3 separate regions of the Mus musculus genome follow, and regions 1 and 3 are each linked to region 2. A link is a contact called in public HiChIP or PLAC-seq and promoter capture Hi-C data. All regions are on one chromosome and are shown on one strand. The core of a region is the stretch at or near the end of the contact, and the rest is flanking DNA. Distances in the headings are between cores, read along the strand shown. Region 1 has its middle 53 kb from the start of Lsm8. Region 2 holds the start of Cttnbp2 (cortactin binding protein 2). Region 3 holds the start of Ankrd7 (ankyrin repeat domain 7).

The links. Promoter capture Hi-C pulls out the DNA fragments that hold promoters and counts their contacts. HiChIP or PLAC-seq counts read pairs in DNA pulled down with a chosen protein or histone mark.
Region 1: a contact with region 2 is called in an H3K4me3 HiChIP or PLAC-seq map of embryonic forebrain, with 5 times the contacts expected there. The contact joins the enhancer-like site here to the promoter of Cttnbp2 in region 2. A contact is called at or near these places in 3 of 484 Hi-C or Micro-C datasets (Sertoli cells, adipose-derived mesenchymal stem cells and nephron progenitors) and 3 of 115 datasets of contacts at active chromatin or transcription factors (embryonic forebrain, embryonic hindbrain and forebrain).
Region 3: a contact with region 2 is called in a promoter capture Hi-C map of hippocampal neurons, with 4 times the contacts expected there. The contact joins the promoter of Ankrd7 here to the promoter of Cttnbp2 in region 2. A contact is called at or near these places in 2 of 39 promoter capture datasets (cranial neural crest and hippocampal neurons), 1 of 484 Hi-C or Micro-C datasets (cortical neurons) and 2 of 115 datasets of contacts at active chromatin or transcription factors (embryonic forebrain and forebrain).

The regions. Positions count from the first base shown.
Region 1 is chr6:18,793,970-18,797,042 of GRCm38.p6, reverse strand. No RefSeq gene overlaps it. Among named protein-coding and RNA genes, the nearest start is that of Lsm8, 53 kb to the left of the region's middle. Within about 2 kb of position 1,427, at least 13 of the 459 cell types and tissues checked have an H3K27ac peak or open chromatin away from gene starts, as enhancers often do. A contact at or near this core is called in embryonic forebrain, where this site is marked.
Region 2 is chr6:18,513,257-18,516,283 of GRCm38.p6, reverse strand. It overlaps Cttnbp2 (cortactin binding protein 2), which reads left to right and starts at 1,415. Exons shown (of 23, transcript NM_080285.2): 1 at 1,415-1,629. The coding sequence starts at 1,549.
Region 3 is chr6:18,864,840-18,867,709 of GRCm38.p6, reverse strand. Ankrd7 (ankyrin repeat domain 7) reads right to left here and starts at 1,392. Exons shown (of 6, transcript NM_029202.2): 1 at 983-1,392. The coding sequence starts at 1,227.

The DNA.
Region 1 (3,073 bases), core at 178-2,677, 280 kb before region 2:
GCAGTGATGGCCGACTAGGCTATCTTTTGATACATGTGCAGCTAAAGACAAGAGCTCCCGGGTACTGGTTAGTTTTTTAATGTGGGGTAGAGCATATGATGTATGTAAGAGTGCCCATGTCCATTGGTGCATGCATGCAGGTCAAAGGAACACTTTAGTGAGTTGGTTTTCTCTATATATCATTGGTTCAGGGCATAAACATTAGGTTCTCATTTTTGTGCAGTAACTGCCTCTCCCCACTGAAGTGCCTCTCCAGCCCTTGCCTATCCATCTGGCTCTGTAAAGTGCAGAATGTCTCTAGCAATTAACCTCAAAACCACCCTAAGCTGATTATAGACTCATTAAGTAGATCCCTTTGTCCCAAGACCTTCTATCAGCAGATACTAACTGTGGGTAGTATTTGCTCCATCAAAGCCATCAATGCCAAGAACTGAATTAAGGAATTTTTTTTAAATTTTTTTCTCCTTGACTCAATCCTAGATATACTGAATAATATTCTGGCATGACGTCCCTATAATCTTATATTTGTAACATATTCCTTACATAGTTCTATGTGGATAATTCTATTGTCCATTACTTTGTCTTATTTCTCACTTCAAGCCTTCACTGTGCTAAGACTTTGACCAAAATTTATATAAAAAGTATATAGAAAACTTTGAACCTATCACAGAGAGCTTTTAGGTGATTTTGCCCCTGAGTTTCCCTAGATAAATATGAAGACATTGGTTTCCTTATTGCCCATTAATGCAGAAAGCTAAACATACACCATGCTACATATTTATCTATAAAAACACTGCAGAAAAATAGAAAACATATTCAGAAGAAATATTGATGACTTCCTATGTCTTCAATCACTGGCTAAGTTAGGTATTACAGTATTTTCTGATTTGTGTAGCCTCAATAAGAAGCCCTCTGTTTTTAGCATTCATTAGTGGACATGTTAACAAGTATTTATAATATCCTGCTGAGTCCTATTGGACTAGGAGAAAAATAATTATGTATATTTTTTCTGCTATGCAAATTTTGTTGAATTGGTTCACTACCTCTGAAAAGCTGCAAGTATTTGAAATTCAAATGAACATTACCATCTGTGGTCTTCATTAACATTATAATGGCATCGTGATTTTAGGCATTTTTTGTTGATAAATATTAGTTTCCTTCAGCTTTGTACTGCTACTTTTAATTTTTCAGCTCATGAAGTTTAATAGGTAATCTATAATGTATTGTAAATCACAAAGCTAAGAGAGATTTTAGTAATGATAGATTCCAATGCTCTATTTTTAAAAAGAAGAAACAACAAAAGGAAATTTTATTTACTTTTCTGATTACTGTGACCAAATACTTGATAAGAAATGACTTAAGGGAGGCAGGCTCTCTCTTCACTCACTGTTTGAGCAGTCAGGAGTCCATTATGACAAAGAAGGCACAAAAGCAGGAGTAGCCCAAGCTATGCTGACAGAAGCTCACTCACATTTCGACAGACTTGGAGACAGAGTGACTATGACACTAGTATCTTGCTGGTTGCCTTCCCTTTACCCTGTTTATTCAGTCCGAGATACCAGTATGAGGGATTTAAAAGGGTGTGTTTTTCAGGTGGCCAGGCCGGTTCAGTGGATAACGATGTCTGTTGCCAAGGCTGATGTCCTGAGTTGGTAAGAAAGAGAGAAGTGAGTCCGCAAATGTCCGTGCCTTCCTCCCCAAGAAGGAAACGCATTTAAAAGAGAGAGAGAGAGAAAGAAGAGATTGAGTGTCAAATAGAGAAGGAATGGACTTTGATAGTTAATCTTCAATGTCAGACTGATTAGATTAATGCTTGTAGAATAAGTGAAGCATCCATCTCAGTGAGTCTATGGAGGCATTTACAGAGAGGACCAACAGAGGATATCTGTCCTGAATGCAGGCAGGAGCATCCCTTGTGTTTCACAGTCTTGGGTAATGCTACTTCTTCAGCTCTGTTATCTGGGATATGTGTGTCCCCTTTTAGGGACCAGTTCTACTCAGTACCTATAGATTTCCTAGGCAAATGTGTCACGTTTCTACTGTTCTAAATATTCTGTGTTCTTTATTATAAGGAAATTAGACTCCACCTTCATGGTTTCACATAATGGCCACAAAAGGCTTCCTTGCAGGAAATAGAAACCTGCCAGCTTTCCAGAAAGCTGACCACTGCAGCTTTCTGAAAATCCGATGCAGCTCTCTGAGATCTCAGATTTCATGTATCTCAGTTTTCTAGAAAACTGAAACCATGAGGTTGAGTACAGTTTCTGATGCCAGCTTCAGATGTAGCTTGGTACCTTCATGCCACAGCTGCGGCAGCCTCTGTGGGACTTTGCAGCTTAAACCTGGAAAAACACTTCCCTAGATGACTGTTTCCAGCCTAGTGTCCTTAAGGATCTATAGTTTTAGGCACTTTCCTTTCATTAAGCAAAAATTACTATATCCTAGACTTCAATGGTTAGCATCTTGGCCCAGGACAGGTTCTCTATTGTCCCCATGTAAATCGATACTAACCTTGTCTTCAACTTTACATTCTCTTATGCTGCTGTCTTTTCCATGGTTCTGTTCTCCTTACTGCACTCCTTCACTGTCCACAAGGATAGAAGCAGTAACAAGTAACCATGATTGCTGTACTGTATTATAATTTCTTACACTAAATAATTACGTTCATTACTATTGAATTCAGGTTGACTCAAGTTATCAGGACAGGGCAGAAAATGCAGCCAGGTGTTATGCTAGAATATAATATGAATGGCCATCAGTCAAATTCACTGTGAACCCTTGTTCTCCTCTGAAATGACATTAACTGACTTCATTTCCCAGATTGCTATCTGGTATTCTCCCACCATAATGGCTCATAAAGTTCTGCTTACAGAATTCTGGGGCTTCTACTTTCAGAATTCCAGGCTGCAGCATTAAACCCTTCTAAGTTGATTGCTCATACCTTCCAAATATCTTTTAAAAAAAATCACATGTCAAATTTATAAGAACAATGATTACCATATCAAATAGCAATTTCTTATATTGGTTATTTTCTTATCACTGTTACCAAATAATACTTGAAAAGAAGCAACTT
Region 2 (3,027 bases), core at 166-2,665:
TCATATTGGGTAATTTCAAGAGAGCAGTTGACTAAATGAAAGCAAGTGGTGTGATGACCAAGACAGAGTACAAGCCACAGGCAGAGGAAATCAGCCAACAGTAAACAAAGGAAACTCTGTGCCTGGGTAACTTGCAGGTGGTTCCTAAGCTCTGACCCTTAACCTCGGGGCTCCAGGTGTGTTTCCTGGACTGCTCTTTCTAGGGGGAACTTTCTAGATTTTGTTGACCGATTCCTTTCAACGTCTTTGTAGAAAATATTTTCTTTGATTTCTGACAATATTCGGATCCAGTTCGGAAAATGAACAGTTAAGGTGTCAGGTCCTGTCAATGAGAGCAGGCTGGGATCTTGTTGTTTAGTCATTTTGTTTGTTTGTTTGTTTGCTTGCTTGCTTGCTTGTTTTCAAGGCTATACTCCATGTACTGAACATTCCAGTCACCCACCTTCCAGAATATCAAGCGTGGGATTGGATGGTGCGTTGATTTGGCTTCAGGGAGACAGAGTTTGAATGCCTCCATTTGATTATGTGCTTTCAATGAACAAAATTTAAAAAAAAAAAAAATGTTAGAGATCTGGAGATTTGGGGAGGTCTTTGCCATAAGGTCTCAATAAGGTGATAGATTTTCAGATTCTGGGACTTGGCAGGAAAGGATGAGAACAGAATTAGAGGCAGGAGAAGAGGAGATTAATTGCTTGGGCCTAACTCATTCATATAAACTCCAGCCATGCATTTCCATATGATCATTTTTGACAAAGGTCTGTGTGTGTATCCTTGTGTTCTCATCTGTACGAAAGAAACTCCTGTTCTCTCAAAAGTAGTAAGACATTACTGGATACCTGGTGGTTTTTCAGAACAGACCTCAGGCTTGGGGCGGGTGGTGGTGGGAGATTCCACCTTCTTTGAAAAGAAACCCGAGCAGATAGGTACCTGCGGAGGAAGGGCGCTAAAAACAGCTGGACAGGGACTTTTAGCTGTGAGTTCAGACTTTCAGTTGATGGTTTGAGAGAGAACTAGCATCGAAGATGCGATAAAACAAAGCCGGGTGTACAAACCAAGAGGATAGACGTGTCCAGGCGACAGGGGCTGGCAAATATTAAGGAAGGCACCTCATTGGAGCTAGTGGAAGTGAGGGACAGTTGCTCAATTTTAGATTTATTTCACATCCAGGAGTCTGGCCTCCAGATCGGCTTGTGCCCCACTGTCTAAGCAAAGATTTTGGCCAGCCCGTCGCCTCGAGGGAGGAAGCTTGCTTTCTTTTGCATCCCCCGGTGTTTGGTCCCCTCGACACCAGCGCGAGGCCGCGCATCTCTGGTGCTGGTTCTTGGTCCCGTGGGAGCGACTGGGCTAGCGGGTGGGCGGGGCGCCGCGTCTCCAGCGCGCACAGGGTTAAGCGGCAGGGGCGGCGCGGAGAGGCGGGAGGGGGCGGCCGAGCTCCCGGGCTGAGAGCGCGGCGGCCACAGCCAGCAGCGGGTTAAGTACCGCCCGCGCCGAGAGAGCTGAACCCCGCCGCCGCTCCGAGCTCGCATTCGGATCCGCTAGAGCAGGAAGATGGCGACGGACAGCGCGAGCTGCGAGCCCGACTTGTCCCGCACCCCGGGTGACACGGAGGGGGCCACGGCGGAGGCGGCGGTAACCGAGTTCCCTGGGCGCGGGGAACCGCGTAGACGCGGGCTGGGGTTGGTGCCAGGGTCCCCACTGGACACTCCCCTAGGGGTGCCCGGTCCTTTCCTGGGATGCCTTGTCTTTCTCTAGGGTGCTCCTTTAACTCCCCGAGGTCTCCCTTCCCAAGGGTTTCCCTTCCTTCTCCAGGATATCCCCTCTCTCCTGTTCCTCTTCCCTTGATTACCCATTCCTTCCCCGGGGTGTGCCCTTCGTGTGTCCCTTCCCCGTAGTGTCCCCAGGGCCAGAAGCGGGCTCAAGTGGGGAAACGCCAGCCCCCACCCCCGGGTACTAGGGGCCTGTCGGTCCTTCTGGACACCACACGCGTCCCTGGTGACCCCTTTGCTCACTCGCGGGGTATCTCAGTCTCCATTGTTCACCTCTCCGGGGTGCGGAGCGAACGCCAGTCTCGGGGTGCCTGACACCTCTCAGGGGACCTGGGGTAGCAGAGGCGGGAAGGTGAACCATCGCTAGGCAGGTGTGGGGATGCTCTTTGTGTGTGTGTGTGGGGGGGGGGGGGGCTCATGTGTCTTGGGGAGACTGGTGAGAGAGGCCCCGTAGCGCCTGCACTTTGGGTACTAGCTGACTGCCACTCGCTCAGTCATCTGTAGGGACCTTCTTCCCTAGCTAAAGCGGGATTGAACTGGGTTTTCTGAACCCGGTGTCAAAACATTGTTCCCTTTCCCTGGCGCCTTGACTTGCTTAGGCTCGTACCTGCTCCCTTCTTTGATACTCTAAATGTCTGCATGCACAGACATTCTCTTCTTACCCTGCTGTGGGGTCTTGACCCACAAAGCCAGGTTGGAAAATATTTGCAGGTTGAGGAAGCAGCTCTTGCTAAAGCTGCAAAGACCTGCAAAGAAAGACAGGTCTGGGAGCGCCTCCCACTCTTGGCCAAATCCAACAGCTCTTTTGGAGGAGTGGGACTGAGTGAGCTGAGTATCGCATGGACAACCCCTCAGTGTCTTCCACCTCCAGATCCAAATCCGGGTCTGGGCAGCAGAGGGCAGGAACAGATGTAAACAACCTGAGCTGTTGAATTTCCTCCCACCTCTGGCTTGGAACGAAAAAAAAAAAAAAAAAAAAAAGATGTGGAGGAAGGTACTTGGGTTGATAGCTGCAAAAGGCAGAACACGAGAGGAGGGGAGGGGAAGGGGCACCACTAATCCCCATCGTGAAAGTGGAAGAATCTGGGCTTGGGGAGCTTTTGGGGGAAATTGAGTTTTCCATTCTTTGCTAATAAGAACTTTAAAGATATTTCAAATGAAGCCTTTCCCTTGTGAGCTACTTTCTTTCGGTGACAAGGGAGAAAGGGTCTATTAAAACAAGTCCCTCTGGGAGTTGAAATTATGGACTGTCCTGTTCTCC
Region 3 (2,870 bases), core at 143-2,642, 350 kb before region 2:
AGAAAGAAAGAAAGAAAGAAAGAAAGAAAGAAAGAAAGAAAGAAAAACAAATGGTATCTGGACTTCAGAATAGATGATAAAATAAGATACCCTAACACAATTCAGATTGCTCTCCAAAACTTAAGAAACATCCCTAACTAATACAAAGGGCAATGTCAAAGGCATCTTTCTCCCTGTTGTGTATTTCTCTGCCCATCAAGTGGTATTGTCATTTCCAATGTTGCAAATATATGTAACAACTATGTAAACCAGGCAGTATGTGAAATGTGTGATAAAATAAATAAGCTTGCTACATTATTCACGAACTCCAGGACCAGGGGATCTAGTGCCCGCTTCTGGTCTCAGCCAAATCACGAATGTGTGCCGGGTGATGGTGGCGGCGCACTCCTTTAATCCCAGCCCTTGGGAGGCAGAGGCAGGTGGATTTCTGAGTTCGAGGCCAGCCTGGTCTACAGAGTGAGTTCCAGGACGGCCAGGGCTACACAGAAAAACTCTGTCTCAGAGAAAAGAAAAAAAAAAAAAAAAAAAAAAAAAGAAAAAAAAAAAAAAACCCGAATGTGTAACACAAAAGAAGAAAGGCAACCATTGTCTGCCCAAGGAAGTTTGTTACATTATGTAAAGTTATCAAATTTCTTTAAACAAAACGATGTTATTTATTTTGGTATTTCCAGGTCTTAGAGACTTTGTAATTTCCTTCTTGATGATAGCCTTTCCTCACACACATACACCCTCCCGTGGGGCACAACGCATACCAAGAAGCAAAAGAGCCAATGTAAGAGAAAACAGTGAGCCAAGCAAACATGCGCAAGTTAAGGAGCCAAAACCTATGTGTGACCCTATGCCAAAGACAGTGATGCTGTTCAGGAAACCACAGAATGACACCCAGGTTCTACAGCCCTGACATGCTTTCTCTATAGTTGGAACAGCCAGCTGCCCCAGCTTGTCCTCCCCAGTTCCTCTCTAGACCCTAGGTTCCGGTCACCTGCTTCTTTTGTCCCGCCCATTCACATTGTATTTCTTGCGTTCAAGGTAATCCTTCAGCTTCTGCTCATTGCCAATGGTAGCAGCTTTATGAAGTTTCTTTAAGTGCTTATCTCGAAGGTGATATCCTCCACCTATGGACAGGCTGGGCGGTGCGGTTTTGGCCAGGCTAATGGGCACTTCTGAGGAGTGGCTGTGGGAATCATCTGTCTTCCTCTTTCCCCTGAAGGGGAAGAACTTCTTCATGGTAAGATCTCTAAGTAAGATGTTCCTGGGAATCCTAACCAACAGCCCGGGTCCTCTGCCGCAACCACCTTGTTCACAATTGCCTCTCGATCTGACCAAATCTAGACTTGTGTGCTGACAAGAATCTTTGCCTGGCTATAGCCAGGGACCAAAGCAGCTATATCTGTTGCCTAGAAACTGTGCAGAGCTTCTACTGCGCAGCTGCAGCCTTGATTGTGATCCAGTTAGCGGAACTGGATTTTCATATTTGATTGATTTTGGTATTATGGCCACATACACAATCTTGCCGTTAAATCCTGAGCCTTGGATAGAAACCTATTAGTGTATAGCCCATTTTCCTTCAAGGATGGATGAAATCGCTTGTTAATTTAACCAAATCAATGTGGGTTGAAGAAGGTGGATTTCTGCCCGTGGTGTTGTCTCCGCTTGCATGGTCACGTGCTATAGCTTGTTATACCTATCATCTCTGGATGATCTCAATTTTAAGCACACTTTGTAAACATGCCCCTCATGTTCCACCTTAACTTGTCTACTTAAAAAATTAAAAGTCCGTTGACGACTGAGCTCAATGTATCTAAGGCTCATTAACTCTATTGCTTTTCCCTGCCCTTGTCCACCTTTCCCTGTATGCTCTGTGTTCTACTTAACCAGACTGAATTCCACTCATTAAAATCCCTTCCATGTAAATGTAGTCAGTAAATGTGCCTGTTCTGCTTATGTCCTTTAAACCTAAGCCCTAGTAAACTCTAACCTGTTTTATCTACTCTGAGACTCTGAATAGGACTAAAGGGAACCACCATGCCGTCGGTTTTCCTTTTCAGTTCAAGAACATGACCTTTAAGAAGACTGCTACTCTGTCCATCAACACTTAACTAGTTTCCTACCCCAACTGTTGTCCCTTTCCTCTCCCCTGTTACATCATTTCTCTTCAATGCCCCTTGGCTAATGACTTTGCTTCATAATTGTTTGAGAATCACAGTAGAGAAATTCTACACGAGTCAAATAAACCTACCTAATTACCTGCATCTTATCCAAAGCAATAACAAACAAACAAAAAACCCATCTTGCCATTTTTTTCATGTAGGTTATATGTCCACATTACTATCAAAAGCCAGTATCATTCTATGTGCCCTAGACACTGTAGCCTACCTGATAACATTGCTTAAGTAAAATCTCCCCTGACTTCCTTATGTCTTACAAGTTTACTTCTCTGATCACTAATTCTGATTAGGATAAATATGTGTTAGGATATGTCACATAAAAAAACAAAAGACTTTTGGCTACTTTATAGATTCCCCCTTTCTACCACCCTAATCCATATCCCTTTCCAACCCCACAACACTAGGCAGGAGAGAAAGAATACTAGACTGGAAATGGGGTGTTGGCATCATGAGACTACTTCCTGGTGATTAGGGTATCAAGTTCCTTGAGGCAAATAAATTCCTTCTATGAAATAAGCAGCAATCAACAGCACCCAAACAGCAGCAACAGCAACAGCAAGGGCATCAGCAGCTGCCACCTCTCTTGGGACACTTGATATACCCTCTCAAGGGTTCCCAGAATTCCAAATATAAACTATCTTCACCTTTCAAAATCAGACCCCTGTCAGAGATGAATCATGCATGCTGTGGACAATCTGAGGC